Linked DNA regions of Mus musculus: all the other regions are linked to region 1. A link is a contact called in public Hi-C and Micro-C data. All regions are on one chromosome and are shown on one strand. The core of a region is the stretch at or near the end of the contact, and the rest is flanking DNA. Distances in the headings are between cores, read along the strand shown.

Region 1 (4,651 bases), core at 1,928-4,427:
GGGAGTCCGTGCCTGGCACACTGGCTCTGCCCAGCATTGGAGTCTCCTGATCCTGTGACTCCTGCCTGCGACCGGCCGCAGACTCTTCCTGTAGGGTGAATCTTTCTCGGGCTTTATCCAATCACTGTATCTTCTGAACATTATATGGGAAAGCACACAGACAAAGGTGACCCAGGAACACTCCGAGACAACAGAAGCTTAGATATGGTTTCCCGGGACCCAGGCCAGAGGTCTAGCTGTTGGAGGAGGGGTCACTCCCAAGTTGGTCTTCACTAGCTGTCCTGAGTGAGAATGGAAGACGCAGGGATATTTAGACCACGACGCACCCAAGTGGAGCCACACTCTTGCCAGGAGACAAGATTGTGAAGGTTTTGGAAGTTGGGAGGGAAAATCAAGTCTCTCCTTGGGACCAGAAAGTTGGGGATCTGGACAAAGCTGAGGCCATTCCAGGAGTTCTCCTCACTGGGATGTTGTCTCTTGTTTGATGAGGATACAGTAAGCATGTCTGTGGGTGGATGGAGATGGAAGGGCAACCTGGAGACAGAAGAGACTCCTGAGCCTGAGGTGGGAACCAGGTTCCTTGCTGTAGGTTTGGGGAGACAGCAGGAACCTTGCCTGTAAGACCCACAGTGTGGCAAAAGGCACAACCCTGTGACGGTCTCAGGTGTGCAGTGAGTGACCAGAAAGGAGGAAGAGGGACCATGGATGAACGGGCCTCACTGAGACAAATGCTTCGCTGGGGTGGGGTCTCTCCTGCGGCTGGCCAAGTCCAACAATATACTTCTGGAGGAACAGCCGGTCTTCTGCTCCCTAGATGGCACAAGTATGCTGGGACAGTTATGGAACCCTAGTGTCCAGACATCTGGAAAGCTGATGAGGGTTGGGGACAGGAACTGAGGACCAAGGCCTCTACCACACGGGGTAGTGTTCCCCACGTCCACCCCAGCTGAAGACAGGCCTCCTCTAGGAAGTTCCTCCTGGGTTACTATGCTCTGCTGTTCTGAACGCAAAAGCCCTGGGCTCTCAACTGTTGGGATGCTCTTCAGGTGACACCCCTAGGCTTTCCTCTACCTGGGAGAAGGTCAGACATGGATAGGGGCACTGGGCCAGACGAACGATGTGCTCAAATCCTTGATCAGCTTTCTCCTTGCTAGTGGCCTCTGGGAAGGGGCATAACCTCTAAGCTTCCGTTGTACTGTCTGCAAAGGGAGCAGTACCACCTTTCACATGGAGTGTGACAGGGACAAAAGACCCACAGCCAGGGACAGCTGTCTCCCTGTCCCCTCCCACTGGTGGGAGATGAAGGGAGTCTAGTGAGGGAGGGATGAAACAAGACCTTAGGAACAACTCTAGAGTTGAAGGTTGAAGCCTTCCCAAGCAAGCCTGGCCTGAGTCTGAAGACTTCCGAAGTATAGCAGGCAGGAGCCATTGGCCCCTCCCCTTCCTCTCTAGCCATCTGTGCATTGGCAGCAGAGGAGGCAGGGCAGAGGAGAACAGCGTTCTGGCTTCACCTGAGCAGGACCCATCTCTAAGGGAAGGCTACAGCCCAGGGCAGGAAATATAGACAGAACCCAGTTCTATGGGCTACATCTGTGTTCTCTGTTTTTCCCTTCAGGCCTTTGGAGGCCTGTATGGGGGAAAGTAGGACTTTAAGGACTGTTCCATCTCTGTCAGGAGGACCGCAGTGATCAGGATTGGTGGCCCATGCTACCTCTAACTTCAGCATGGGTTAACTCAGATCCCCAGAGCAAGAGACACATCCACAGTGAGTCAGAAGTTAGCATAAGCTGGCCACCGTGGGCCAGGGCTGCCTTCTTGTACCTGCCTCAGTTGTGGTCCATACTCCTAGAGTTAGGAGGAGCATCCTGAGGCTCACTGAACCCTCCCCTTCCACACCTATTACAGAGTAATGTCCCTGGGGAAGATAAGGGACACTCCTAACTTCTACCCCACCCCCACCCCCGTGTCTGCCTGTTCCTCCTGGAGACTCACTTTTATTGCCTCTCTCTCTTCCTTCGCTGTCAGCACACTTTTCCTGTGCTGTCACAGTGCCTGAGTGCACCAGCTACTCCCCTAATTAAAGGAGAGAGAAGCTGCAATGTACACAGCACATAAGGCCGAGGGGTGGATGGTGGTGACAGCCCCGTGACAGCATGGATGTCCTCGCTGCCCCTGGACCGTACACTTAAAGGTGATTAAAATGCTAACTCTTGACATGTATGTTTACCACAGTACAATGTCAACATACGTGCTGTAGTCGCTGCTAGTATCCCCTTATCTCCCTCGGAAACCATTAACACTCAACCGTTCAGCCCACAGGCCCTGAGAGAAGCCAAAGGTAGGCTCTGCTGTCTTTTTCCCCCACCCCAGATCCTTCCTGGCCCCATGTGATTGACTCTACTAGACTGGAAAGATGCTCCCGGGGCAGAAGGGGGACCCTGGTTTCTCGGGACTTATGCTAGTTAGCTTCCATACGTGCTCCAGTTTGGTTGGGACTATCAGCACCACTATGCCAGTGTCTCACCCAGGGCCAGAATAACCTGACAAGTCCTGAGCGCTACTGGGGCCAGAGAGGGATGCTCTACCACAGTCACAGTTGCCCTCCTGAAGTCATGATTCCTTTTGGATTACTTCTTGGAAAGAAGGAGCCCCTCCACTATTATGGAGCTCCCAGACAGAGATTTACAGGCCAGTCTTGGAAGTATATAGGGGGGCTGCTGCAGTTTAAGGAACCCATGACAGGTATGGGGGCTAGGCATCGGCCAGAACTTGAAGGGCAGAGCAGTGGACTACACCCTTGGAAGTCACTGTCCTGTCTGTAAACTGCAAGGTCCCTGAGGGCAGGGACCTGTCTCTCACTGCCAAGTCAGTCCCTGGGGACCTGAGTGGCCGGTACACAGCAGGTACCTACTAAATGCTGGTACCCCACCCCCAAGCAGGGCCCGGGACACAAGGCGTTGCACCCCACACTCCTCCATTCATGCCCGCCGCCATTCATGCGCGCGGGACTCATTCACCCCGCGCGCCGCCATTCCGCGCCCTGTGCGCCCCGCGCCCACCACGTGCGCCCTGCCCGGCGCGGCGCGGGGAAGCGCCGGAGCAGCCGCGGCTGCGCGGGGCCGGGGCTGGCGGGGAGCCGGGCCGGGGGCGGGGGGCGGGCGCTCCCTGCGGGAAGCGGGGCGCTGGGGAGCCCCGGCCGCGGGCTCGGGCGCGCAGAGCCGGGGCCATGTGGACGGGTGGCCGGCGGCCGGGCCGGCTTCGCCGGGCGGTGAGTACCCGAGAGCCGGGCTGGCAGGGCGCGGGGCGGGGCTGGGCGGCGGGCACCACGCTGGGGCGGTCCCTGCGCGCGCCCGCGGCGGCCCTGGGTGGCGCCGGGGCCCGGGGCCCTCGCGCGGGGCGGGGCGGCCGGGCCTCCGCGGCTGCTTTGCGCGTGCGGCCTGAGGACTTGCGGAAGGCGGGTGTAGGGGGCCCGGCTGAGCCCACCCCGTTCGGGGGGCGGCCCTGGAGAGGCCGCAGAGCCGGAAGGAGACTGGCCAGGGACCGCTTCCCGAGCGTGGGCCGCGCGTGGGCCCGCGCATGCCTCGGGCACCTTCATCTCCGGCCGCCCTAGCAGGCCGCCAGCAGTCCTCCCCATGGACAGGCGAGGAAACTGAGGCTGGGCAGGCAGGGCCACTCTGCAGGCGCTGACCTGCTCACAGAGCCCCTGCACGTTGGCTGGGAATTTCTGCCCCTAGCATTTCCGTTTCCTGCCTGGTTTAGAGGTGTTTCATTCCTCGTGTGTGCCCACCCCATCAGAACAAGGTTCCTTTGGGGCAAGAGCTGCGTGGGCGACATCTCGGAATCTCCTGAGGGAGCAGGATGGGAGCTGGGAAGGTCCCCTGGAGCAAGGGCTGGCTGCAAGAGACAGACAGGAGCCATGCAGGTGTGCAACCCTGATGCCCAGGGTTGGTCCACCAGTGCAGTCCCTGGGCACATGTGGGGGACATCATCTTTCTGGATTCCCTTATCCTGAGGTCCCAATACCCTGGGCCCCTGGAGGCCATGGGATGCTCTCTTAGGTTCTCTGGGCCTCAGTTCCCCCACTGTCCAGGAGTAAGTGGTCTTTGCTACTCTCAAGTCTAGGCTATGAGAAGGTCTCTAGGAGGAAGCCCCTTTTCTGTGCTGTGTCTGGGCAGCCCAGTAGGGCAAGTGGCCTTTGGGGACGGCTCTGCCTGGCATCTGTGACAAGCAGGGCGGGGAGGCAGCAGCAGGGCCTGGCAGCCTCCTGCAAACCCTTAATTTTCCCACAGCTCACTATAATCAGGGCGGCTCTGGAAAGCAAGCACAGTGGCAGATGCAGGCGCAGGGCGAGGGGCTCCTGAGCAGCACCAAGGACCCTCCCAAGTTCCTGTCTCACATGTGTTCATTCCTGTGGCCTGCTCTGTGTGCTGGCTCCTGAGTAGTGAAGTGGGAAGTCAGGGATGCCTGGGGCCATGGCCTGTAAGAACTTCTCATAGGCTGGAGGTCAGGTGAGGGACCCACATAGGCCAAGAGCAGAATTCAGTGTGAAGCAGTCCGGACAAGGACTTACTTTCTCTTTCTCTCTCTGTCTCTCTCTCTGTCTCTCTCTCTGTCTCTCTCTTCTCTCTCTCTCTCTCTCTCTCTCTCTCTC
Region 2 (4,231 bases), core at 1,347-3,846, 300 kb after region 1:
CCAGCACTGGGCAGCCCCAGCCTCCCAGTCCCAGTTCCTCAAAATATCCTTGAGCTTGCTAGGTACTTTCTTCGGGCTCTAGTCTGCTGCACAGAGCAGCCCTGTTATTGATAGTGACAGCCTGGGATGAGAGTGTGCCCAGCTACCAGCAGCATACGGATGCTGAGCCAGGTGCACGGCTACCGTAGGAGCCCGTCTTCTCAACCGCGCCTCAGGAACCAGCTTGCATAGGAGCAGGCCCTGCTTGCCACTTCCTGCTTTAAACGGAGCCTGTAATACTGAGGTTGCTTTAAGAGAACAAGCCCTCTGTGTTCAACCACATTGCTGCTTGGCTTTGAAAGGCTCTGCAAACGGCAGGATCCCGTCCAGGAAGTCCTCAGCAGGGCGGGTCCTGGCTTACCAGGAAGTCCTCAGCAGGGCGGGTCCTGGCTTACTGATGTCACTGTCCCGATGGATGGCAGATTTACGGACTCAAATTGTGGGCAAAGGCTCAGCTCTGCCTCCTCTGGGACTAGAAGTTCAGTTCTCTACTAGTTGTGAAAGCGGTCAGGGCTGCTTTGGAGTGGGCTGGCTGTCCAGGAAGCTGATACGGAGGCCAGCTCTGGAGAAGTCAATGAGGCAGATATGGCAGGCTGTGACCAGGTAGTTCTCCTTGTTGGCTCTCTCATGTCTGTCTTTAAATTGACCAACCATAAAGTTTGTAGTAAAGATGGGGAGCCAACTGGGACAAAGAACAGATGGTGAAAAGGAAATTGACACAGGCAAAAAAACCAGCTCAGCAGCCCGGGCTTGCGGGGCTTGGGGGGCTTGGGGAATTTCCGGACTTTCCCATCTGCCTGCGACCAGAAATGTAGCAGAAGACCCAGGCTGGGGCAGGAGGCTTAGTCAGGCTTTCTGAACACTGGGCCACGGTAAGGAAAAGGCTCGGTCGGTTGGCTTCCCAGGGCCTCTATCCCTCAGCTGACAAGTTCTCGGCTTCCTTCCCTGTTAGGGGAACCTTTTCTTTTCATTGTGTAAAGGTATGTCTCCGTGTTTTTCGGTTGTTATTTCTGTACCTATAGACAGCCAAGTGCCGGCAGGATCCTGGTATTGTCATTTCAATGGCCCACCACTGGATTTTCTACTTTATAAATATTCGTCCTTCCTCATCGGCCTAAGGCAATCTAGAGTTGCATCACTCACTGCTGCTGATCAGTTGTAAGAAGGAGCAGGAAGGAGGAGGGTGGGGAAGAAGGCAGAAGCGGGCGAATCCAGAGCGGACATGGAGGGAACCCACACTGACCGCAGCAGAGCAGAGGAAGGAATAGAGCTAGCCGCGTGCCGGGGCATCACCTTAGGTTCACTGGTAACTGAAGAGTGTCCTAGGGGCTGGCGTGATGGCTCAGCGGGTAAGAGCACTGACTGCTCTTCTGAAGGTCCTGAGTTCAAATCCCAGCAACCATATGGTGGCTCACAACCACCCATTATTGAGATCTGACACCCTCTTCTGGTGCATCTGAAGACAGCTACAGTGTACGAATATATAATAATAAATAAATCTTTAAAAAAAAAAAAAGAAGAAGAGTGTCCTAGCTAAAGACCCACGCTTTAAACAGTTATTTATGCCACTGGCAGGTCGCAGAAAGTTCTGCTCTTCTTCCCCATCTGCCCCCTCAGCGCTTCTTAGGTTGTTAGCTGGAAAGAAAGGATAGGGACTGACCTCAGCCTCCAGTGGCAGGTGAGCACGGAGGAGTTTGGCTGGGCCTTGACCCTGTCATTATGGTGGCAAAGACTTGGGATGCCAGTAGCGTACCTCAGTTCTAGTTCAAAAGTCTCAGAGCCAGAAAAGCCCTGGTATAACTCAGCCCTGGGAACTCAGGACTACTGGGGCATTCAAGTCCTGGCAATACAAGGAAGACCTGTCTCTGAGTGCTGAGGGCAGGGCTGCCCTGGAGACAGAGACACACCCAGAACAGAACTCCACCAACTTTCTAGGGATTCCTAATCCAGTCAAGCCCATACTGACAGGGCTCCATGCATGGCTTTGGGCAATTGACCTAAAGTCTGAGTCCCAGCAAGTAGGCAGTTCTGGTTGTCAAGGGGAGTGTGATAATACATTTCTAGGAAGCACAGGGGTGTAAGAAGAGGTCTGGCTGTCAACAGGAGACCTAAATTCACTGGTCTCTAGTGTTCAATCCACTGCCCTTGGGTTTGGACTTTATGATGTCCATGAAAATACCCCAGAACACTCTAACCTGTATGTTTTCTGCTTGTTTCTATGTGGGCTTTACCTGTAACTTGCAGTAGGAGCCCCCAGATGTTCATGGACCTGGATTGGGGACAAAGCTCACCAGCCTGCTTCTGTAAGGATCCTCTGCACCAAAGGACAGGGCCACTTATAATCTGTGTCTTGCCAGAGCCTGGTATAGCTCGGAAGTAATAGCTAAAGTCCAGTCTCTCATTGCACAGAATAAAAAGCCAAATTTAAGCCATTCAGAATCTGTCAATGTATTGGGTCACGGTTTTCCTAGCCTTGACAGTGCATAAGGAACCCAGGGTGTATGCATATGCATGCAGATGTCAGAGGAGGTCAGAAGAGGGCAGCACATCCCCTGAGTCTAGAGTTAAAAGTGCTTATCAGCTGCTAACCATACATAGGTGCCAGGAGCCAAGCTAGGCGCAGGAGAAACAGTCCCAGATGTGGCGCGGCGGGGAGACCAGTTCAGCTGTGGCCTCATAGAACAATAGGCCAGGTCACTTCCCCCAAGACTTCCCCAGCCCCGAGAACAGCAGTCTAAGAGAGCGCACCACTGCAGTGCACAGGTACACACACTGCACGGGAGCCCACAGAAGTGGGAAGTGGGAGAGGTTGCAGCTGGCTGGCTGGGGCCCAGCTACAAGGACCGGCATGTTGCTTTCCAAAGAGCATTTCCAGGGTCCCTTCATGGAAAGAGCCTCTGTGGACAGCAAGATAATGGAGGGTGTAGACCACAGAAGGAAGCTACCTGATTAAGGATGATAAGGGGTGAAGCAGGAGTTGCTTTCATGTGGGAGGGACAGAAGCCCACTGGAGGAGGGGACACAGTGCAAATATTGCTAAGTGAACCTAGTAGCCTAGTAGGACAGCCCCAGTTCAGTAGGACAACCCCTGGAGCACCTAACCATGGTAGAGACCTGCAAAACCAGGAAGTGGGTGGCAGGCCTCTTCTACCTACTGCATGGTTCATGGGAGAGCACGGCAGAGCTAGCTTCCTGAAGCAGTCCTGAGCAGGGCCTCTTGCTTCTCCCTGCCTGCTTGGGTGGGAAAGGTTGCATGTACATGAAGAGATGGGTCAATAAGGCTGCCTTGGGCCTAAAGACAAAGGCACAGTAAGAACTGAGCCCTGGCAACCTGGCTTGGGTACCAAAATGGGATGCAGAAAGCTTTGGTGTTCCATGGAGGGTGGGTGAAAGGCATTGTAGGTCCCCTAAACCTGGCCATGAGATAACGTCCCAGTGGCTTCCCCCAGTACCCTGGGAGGAAGGCAGATCGGAACAGAACTGATTAACAGCTGTCTGGAAGGAAACCAAAGGTGAGTGGACATTCTCCCAACATTCCAATACACAACTTCCCTAAAGCCTCAGCAACTGATACTATTTCTTCTTGTTCTTCTTCTTGTTCTTCTTCTTGTTCTTCTTCTTGTTCTTGTTCTTCTTCTTCTTGCTCTTGTTCTTCTTGTTCTTCTTCTTGTTCTTGTTCTTGTTGTTGTTGTTGTTCTTCTTCTTGTTCTTCTTCTTTTTGTTCTTGTTCTTGTTCTTCTTGTTCTTTTTCTTGTTCTTCTTCTTGTTCTTCTTCTTGTTCTTCTCCTTCTCCTTCTCCTTCTCCTCCTTCTTCTCCTCCTTCTTCTCCTCCCTCTCCCTCTCCCTCTCCCTCTCCTCCCTCTCCCTCTCCCTCTCCCTCTCCCTCTCCCTCTCCCTCTCCCTCTCCCTCTCCCTCTCCCTCTCCCTCTCCCTCTCCCTCTCCCTCTCCCTCTCCCTCTCCCTCTCCCTCTCCTTCTTCTTCTTCTTCTTCTTCTTTTTTGGTTTTTGGTTTTTGGCTTTTTCAAGACAGGGTTTCTCTGTATAGCCCTGGCTGTCCTGGAACTCACTCTGTAGACCAGGCTGGCCTTGAATTCAGAAATCCGCCTGCCTCTGCCTCCCAAGTGCTGGGATTAAAGGCATGCGCCACCACCACCCAGCTTCTGATAGTATTTCTTAAAGATGTGTTTTTTAT
Region 3 (4,385 bases), core at 1,656-4,155, 370 kb before region 1:
CGTGGGATCAACAGCATCATCCATGGAACAAATTCAAAGAGGGTCCGGGAGTGTCAACCTGGGAACTGGCCATAGGAGTCCATGGGCGAGTGGAGAAGGAGCCTGTGGATCCCAGTGTTGGGCCTGGCACAATTCTGCACTCCTGCCCAGAGCCTTAATATCTCCTCTGACCTTGGAGACAGTTACAATAAAGCCCACCGTAAACTGGTGTCCACTAGGGCAAGGTCAGATGTCCCTCTGTCCCTTCTTGTCTTCCCTGGGGTCTTCCTCCTGTGCTGCCCCAGACACTGAGAGGCTCATGTCCCATGTGGCCACTTGCCTCCGCCCCAGAATTCAATCCCTGTTGTTTACTTGTTCACTTCTGCCACTTGTCAGGACACAAGTGTGTCCTGTAGAGTCTGGCCTGGACAAAAGATCCCAACAAGTTCCAGCTTGGCCGTTTATGCAGAGCCTAGAGAAGAATAGAGCTCATTTGGCATGCTCGCTGGTAAAGCCACTGCTCAGCACTGGGAATGCCACTGGCAAGTCTGGAAGGCTCTAAAGAGTGTCTGAACTGATAGCCTGAGTGTGGACTTCAGCTCCCATATTGGAGGAAGAAACAAGAGTTTTGAAAAGAGGATCGTGTCTAGAGTTTCATGTCTCAGAGCTAAGGAAACATAGATAGACACTAGCACGCTGGACACCCTTCTTGGCCCCTCTCTAACCTTGTTACTGGGCCTTTGAAGTGGGAGCAACGTGGAGCAGACCTTGTAAGCACATTCTAGTCTGCTACATGCCTAGTGGAAGGAAAATGTATGCGGGGAAGAACAGGCCACAACAACTGAAGTAGAGTCCCCAGCCCTGGGCAACAGCCCCGAGACGGACAGAGTACGCAGGTCAGGTCAGACTGTGTGAGCTACTCTAGCTGGGCCCCAGGAGAGCCACTAGGCCCCAGCAGGGCCTTTGGAAGACATCCCAGTGGAGGTAGAGATGGGCCTTGATAGGTTCAAAGGAGTGTGCCAATTCAGGGGAGGGGGAGGTCTTCCCGGCAACAGGAGGAAGCCCAGCCAGGGCAGGCCAGGCACCCGGGCGCCTGGCTATTTTGGGAGCTGAGTCTCAGAAGAGTGAGGGGAGCAGCTGTCCCTAAGGAGGTGAAGCTTGGAGGGGTCCCCAACATGACCTTACTGGGCATTGCCACAGGAAAAGCTCAGGCAGGTTCCAAGAAGTGAAGCTACAAGGTCAGAGCCTTAAGAAGCCCCAGCGGTCACCGTGGCAGCCATGGTGGAAGAAGGGCATGGCGACAGCTGAAAGGCCAAGGGGCAGAGATGGGGTAGAGGAAGAGGAGTGGGGTGCTGTGGGGCGTGGCTGGAGTAGGGAAGATAGAGGAGAGACACAGAAGTAGAAGTTTAAAGGCAGTTCTCCTCCTTAGCAAGTCCCCCTCCCACTCCTGCGTCTGTTCCGTTTAACACAGACAGGGAAAATACATTCACATATCCCCAAGATGAGTAGTGGTAAGATTTAAAAAAAAAAAGAAAGAAAGAAAGAAAGAAAGAAAGAAAGAAAGAAAGAAAGAAAGAAAGAAAGAAAGAAAGAAAGGCTCCAGACAGAACAGTGTGTATATAATGAACTCATTTATGTAGTGTGAAAGGGAACGTACCAGATCCACTTTTCTATGTATATGTTTACACAGACATAGATGTTTCAGGAAGATCACACAAGAAACTGTTACTGCATTCACCTCTGCTGAGTGGGCGGGGACTGGGGTGGAAGGAGGATTCACTCCTTAAAGTGTCGTGCGGAAGAGAGTCAGTGTTACTCTTTAAACCACTTCTAAAAGAAAAAGAAACAGAGTGGGGGAGATGGCGGCATCTGGCTTATATCCATACATGGCCGGATGTGGTTATCTGGAAGGCAGTGCAGGCCTGAAGGCCCCAGAAGGCTCGCCCTACTCCCCCTTTGCGTGCCTCAACTTTTCTACCACCCTGGGTCCCGCTGGCTCCCCGGGCAGCACACCTGCCCCGCCTAGCGCCCCTGCTCTCGGCGAGCTGGCTGCGCCCCCTGCCGGCGGGTCTCCTGGCCTCGCCTCGCCAACGTGGAGGAGGAAGAGGGCTGGAAGGCGCCTACTCTGCAGCAGTTACCAGTTCATCCCCGGGATGTCTGCATTTCCTCAGAGAGTGGCTCCTGTAGGGAACAGATAAGAGGAGAGCCGTTGTGAATGAATGCAGGCAAGGGGAGCCTATTCATTATCGTTTTCAGCCTAATGAAGCCCTCTGAAGGTTCTCTTCAGAGTGATAAATCCCTCCAGGGCCCCAGTCCTTCCAGTCACGAAGCCACAGGCTTGTCATAACTCATGTCCCAGGAACCATACTGCTTGTTCCAAACTTCCTCAATACAGGCTGCTCAGGAGGCCCAAGAGGAAGACCGATAACAAATTTTTGGAAGCACAGACGTTCCCAGGCATTGATTGTCCAGGCATTCTGACGGATAGTTCTGGGGGTTCACTCCTCCCCGTGGCCCAATCCTATCAGCCTTGGCAGTGTGGGGGCCGGGCAGAGGAAGCTGGCAGAGTCAGCTGTGTATGAGGAGAGGGGACCCAAAGACAGCCAGGAGTCTGTAACTGTGGTAATGGGCCGTCTAAAACGTGGGGGATGTGAGAGGGGTCCTTGTTCTCCCGAGCAAGGTATTTTTTTTGGGCAGTCATATGGGGTGGAAGGTGCCTCAAGCCTGCAGAGTTCCTCCCTCCCCAACTAGGCCCCCTGCCTTCCAGTCACTGCTCCTGACGTCCGTTCCCAGCAAACGCAGCCAGGTGGCTGGATGCTCTCACCCCTCATGGGAGCAGAACAGACAGCTACGTGAGACACAGTCCAGACTACGGCCTGTTCCATACAGTTTCCCATCCGTACAGCCAGGCTTGGCCAAATGGCTCCCTGGTGTCAGGGCGGTGAAGGTCTTCTACATCCCCTCAGCAGGAGGGGCGCACAGAAGAGGCCCGTTCAGGGGTGTGTGAGGATGCGGAAGGGAGCCAGAGGCCCAGGCAGGGGCTGTTTCTCTGTGTGAACATGGAAAGAACGAAGCCCTGCTTCCTCCAGTGGCTTCTTCACCCACACTGCCCACCCCGATGTGTGAAGGACAGTCTCACTTTGCTCAGCTCTTGTGGTAACATCGTTCCCAGACCTTTGTCCTTCCCTATACAAACATAAAGCTCTCCCTAATGTGGTTCTCTGAAGGCCAGCGCCACTTTCACACAGACTCTGCGGTGACACGGATCTGAGACCTTTGGCCCTTCCTTGTACAAACAAGGGCCTTTTCCCAGAGTGGTCCTCTGTCCCGTCCACCCCCAATTAGGGAACGTGGGATGTACATCGGTCTCAGCCTGCCGTGGGGCTACTTTGAACAGGACAGAAGAGATATTTTGGGCTCTCCCCTTCCTGGAAGCCTGGTCCTGGCTGCCACCCCAGGGGGATATATGAGAAGAGTCCCGAGAGGTGTGGAAAGGGCGGGGCGGGGCAAGGCAGGGACTGCTCCAGCCTAGGACTGGTAGTGCCACCCAGAGGCCTGGGCCAGTAACTGACCTGTGGGAATCTGGGGGGAGGGGTGTCTCTGGGCCAGGTGTGGTTGTGGAGAACAGGACAGAGAAGGATCCTGAGTCTCTCTTTATGTCTTCTGCTGCTGCAGCCATATCTACAAAGCCCGGAGATGATCCCTTCTATTTCCCGTGCGTGGCCCTCTGGGTCCAGCATAGGGGCAGAAGGGAGCGTGTGAAGGCTGGGGGTTGCCTTTGAGTGGAGACTGAGTGCTCTGGCCAGGGAGTTTGCCTTTCAGCTGGGATTTGGAGACAGAGTGAGAATTTAAAATGAGAAGTAACTGGTTGGCTTTGCTGCTGTTGTGCTATTTAAAGAAAAATCAGAGAGGGCAGAAGACTGAGAGACGAGAAAATCACACACTGGGACCCTTCAAGAGTTGGCCTCCTTGGGATCAGAGGACTGTGGCTGCAGTCTGGCACTGGGCCATCCCACAGCTCTCTGGGAGGACCTTCCCTGTGACTTCCCAGATGCCCAACTGTGGACCACCTCAGAGCCCAGACTGAGTGGGGTTGGCCTTTTATTCGAGACATGTGGGACTTAAAATTATATTTTATTTTTGTCTTTAAAAAGACTTATGAGCCAGGCGTGGTGGTGCACACCTTTAATCCCAGCACTCGGGAGGCAGAGGCAGGAGGATTTCTGAGTTCGAAGCCAGCCTGGCCTACAGAGTGAGTCCCAGGACAGCCAAGGTTACATAGAGAAACCCTGTCTTGAAAAACCAAAAAAAAAAAAAAAAAAAAAGAAAAGGACATATTTTATGTATATGAGTACACTGTACACTGTAGCTGTCTTCAGACACACCAGAAGAGAGCATGAGATTCC

Evidence for each region. A called contact is a pair of places that touch in the nucleus more often than the background predicts.
Region 2: a contact with region 1 is called in a Hi-C map of the Ba/F3 cell line, with 2.6 times the contacts expected there. The contact joins the enhancer-like site here to the promoter of Begain in region 1. A contact is called at or near these places in 1 of 39 promoter capture datasets (hippocampal neurons), 3 of 484 Hi-C or Micro-C datasets (the Ba/F3 cell line, the C10 cell line and the HPC-7 cell line) and 1 of 9 other capture datasets (embryonic stem cells).
Region 3: a Micro-C map of B cells shows a contact between it and region 1, with 1.8 times the contacts expected there. The contact joins the enhancer-like site here to the promoter of Begain in region 1. A contact is called at or near these places in 3 of 39 promoter capture datasets (the C10 cell line, embryonic stem cells and hippocampal neurons), 1 of 15 datasets of contacts at CTCF or cohesin (large pre-B cells), 6 of 484 Hi-C or Micro-C datasets (the 63-12 cell line, B cells, the C10 cell line and 3 more), 4 of 115 datasets of contacts at active chromatin or transcription factors (embryonic forebrain, embryonic stem cells, forebrain and 1 more) and 1 of 9 other capture datasets (adipose tissue).

The regions. Positions count from the first base shown.
Region 1 is chr12:109,066,743-109,071,393 of GRCm38.p6, reverse strand. It overlaps Begain (brain-enriched guanylate kinase-associated), which reads left to right and starts at 3,177. Exons shown (of 7, transcript NM_001163175.1): 1 at 3,177-3,268. The coding sequence starts at 3,227.
Region 2 is chr12:108,762,081-108,766,311 of GRCm38.p6, reverse strand. Gm33682 (a long non-coding RNA gene) reads left to right here. Exons shown (of 2, transcript XR_381914.3): 1 at 1-3,551. Among named protein-coding and RNA genes, the nearest start is that of Gm33682, 3.2 kb to the left of the region's middle. Within about 2 kb of position 2,596, at least 84 of the 459 cell types and tissues checked have an H3K27ac peak or open chromatin away from gene starts, as enhancers often do. A contact at or near this core is called in the Ba/F3 cell line and the HPC-7 cell line, where this site is marked.
Region 3 is chr12:109,435,566-109,439,950 of GRCm38.p6, reverse strand. No RefSeq gene overlaps it. Among named protein-coding and RNA genes, the nearest start is that of Dlk1, 16 kb to the left of the region's middle. Within about 2 kb of position 2,905, at least 94 of the 459 cell types and tissues checked have an H3K27ac peak or open chromatin away from gene starts, as enhancers often do. A contact at or near this core is called in the 63-12 cell line, B cells and pro-B cells, where this site is marked.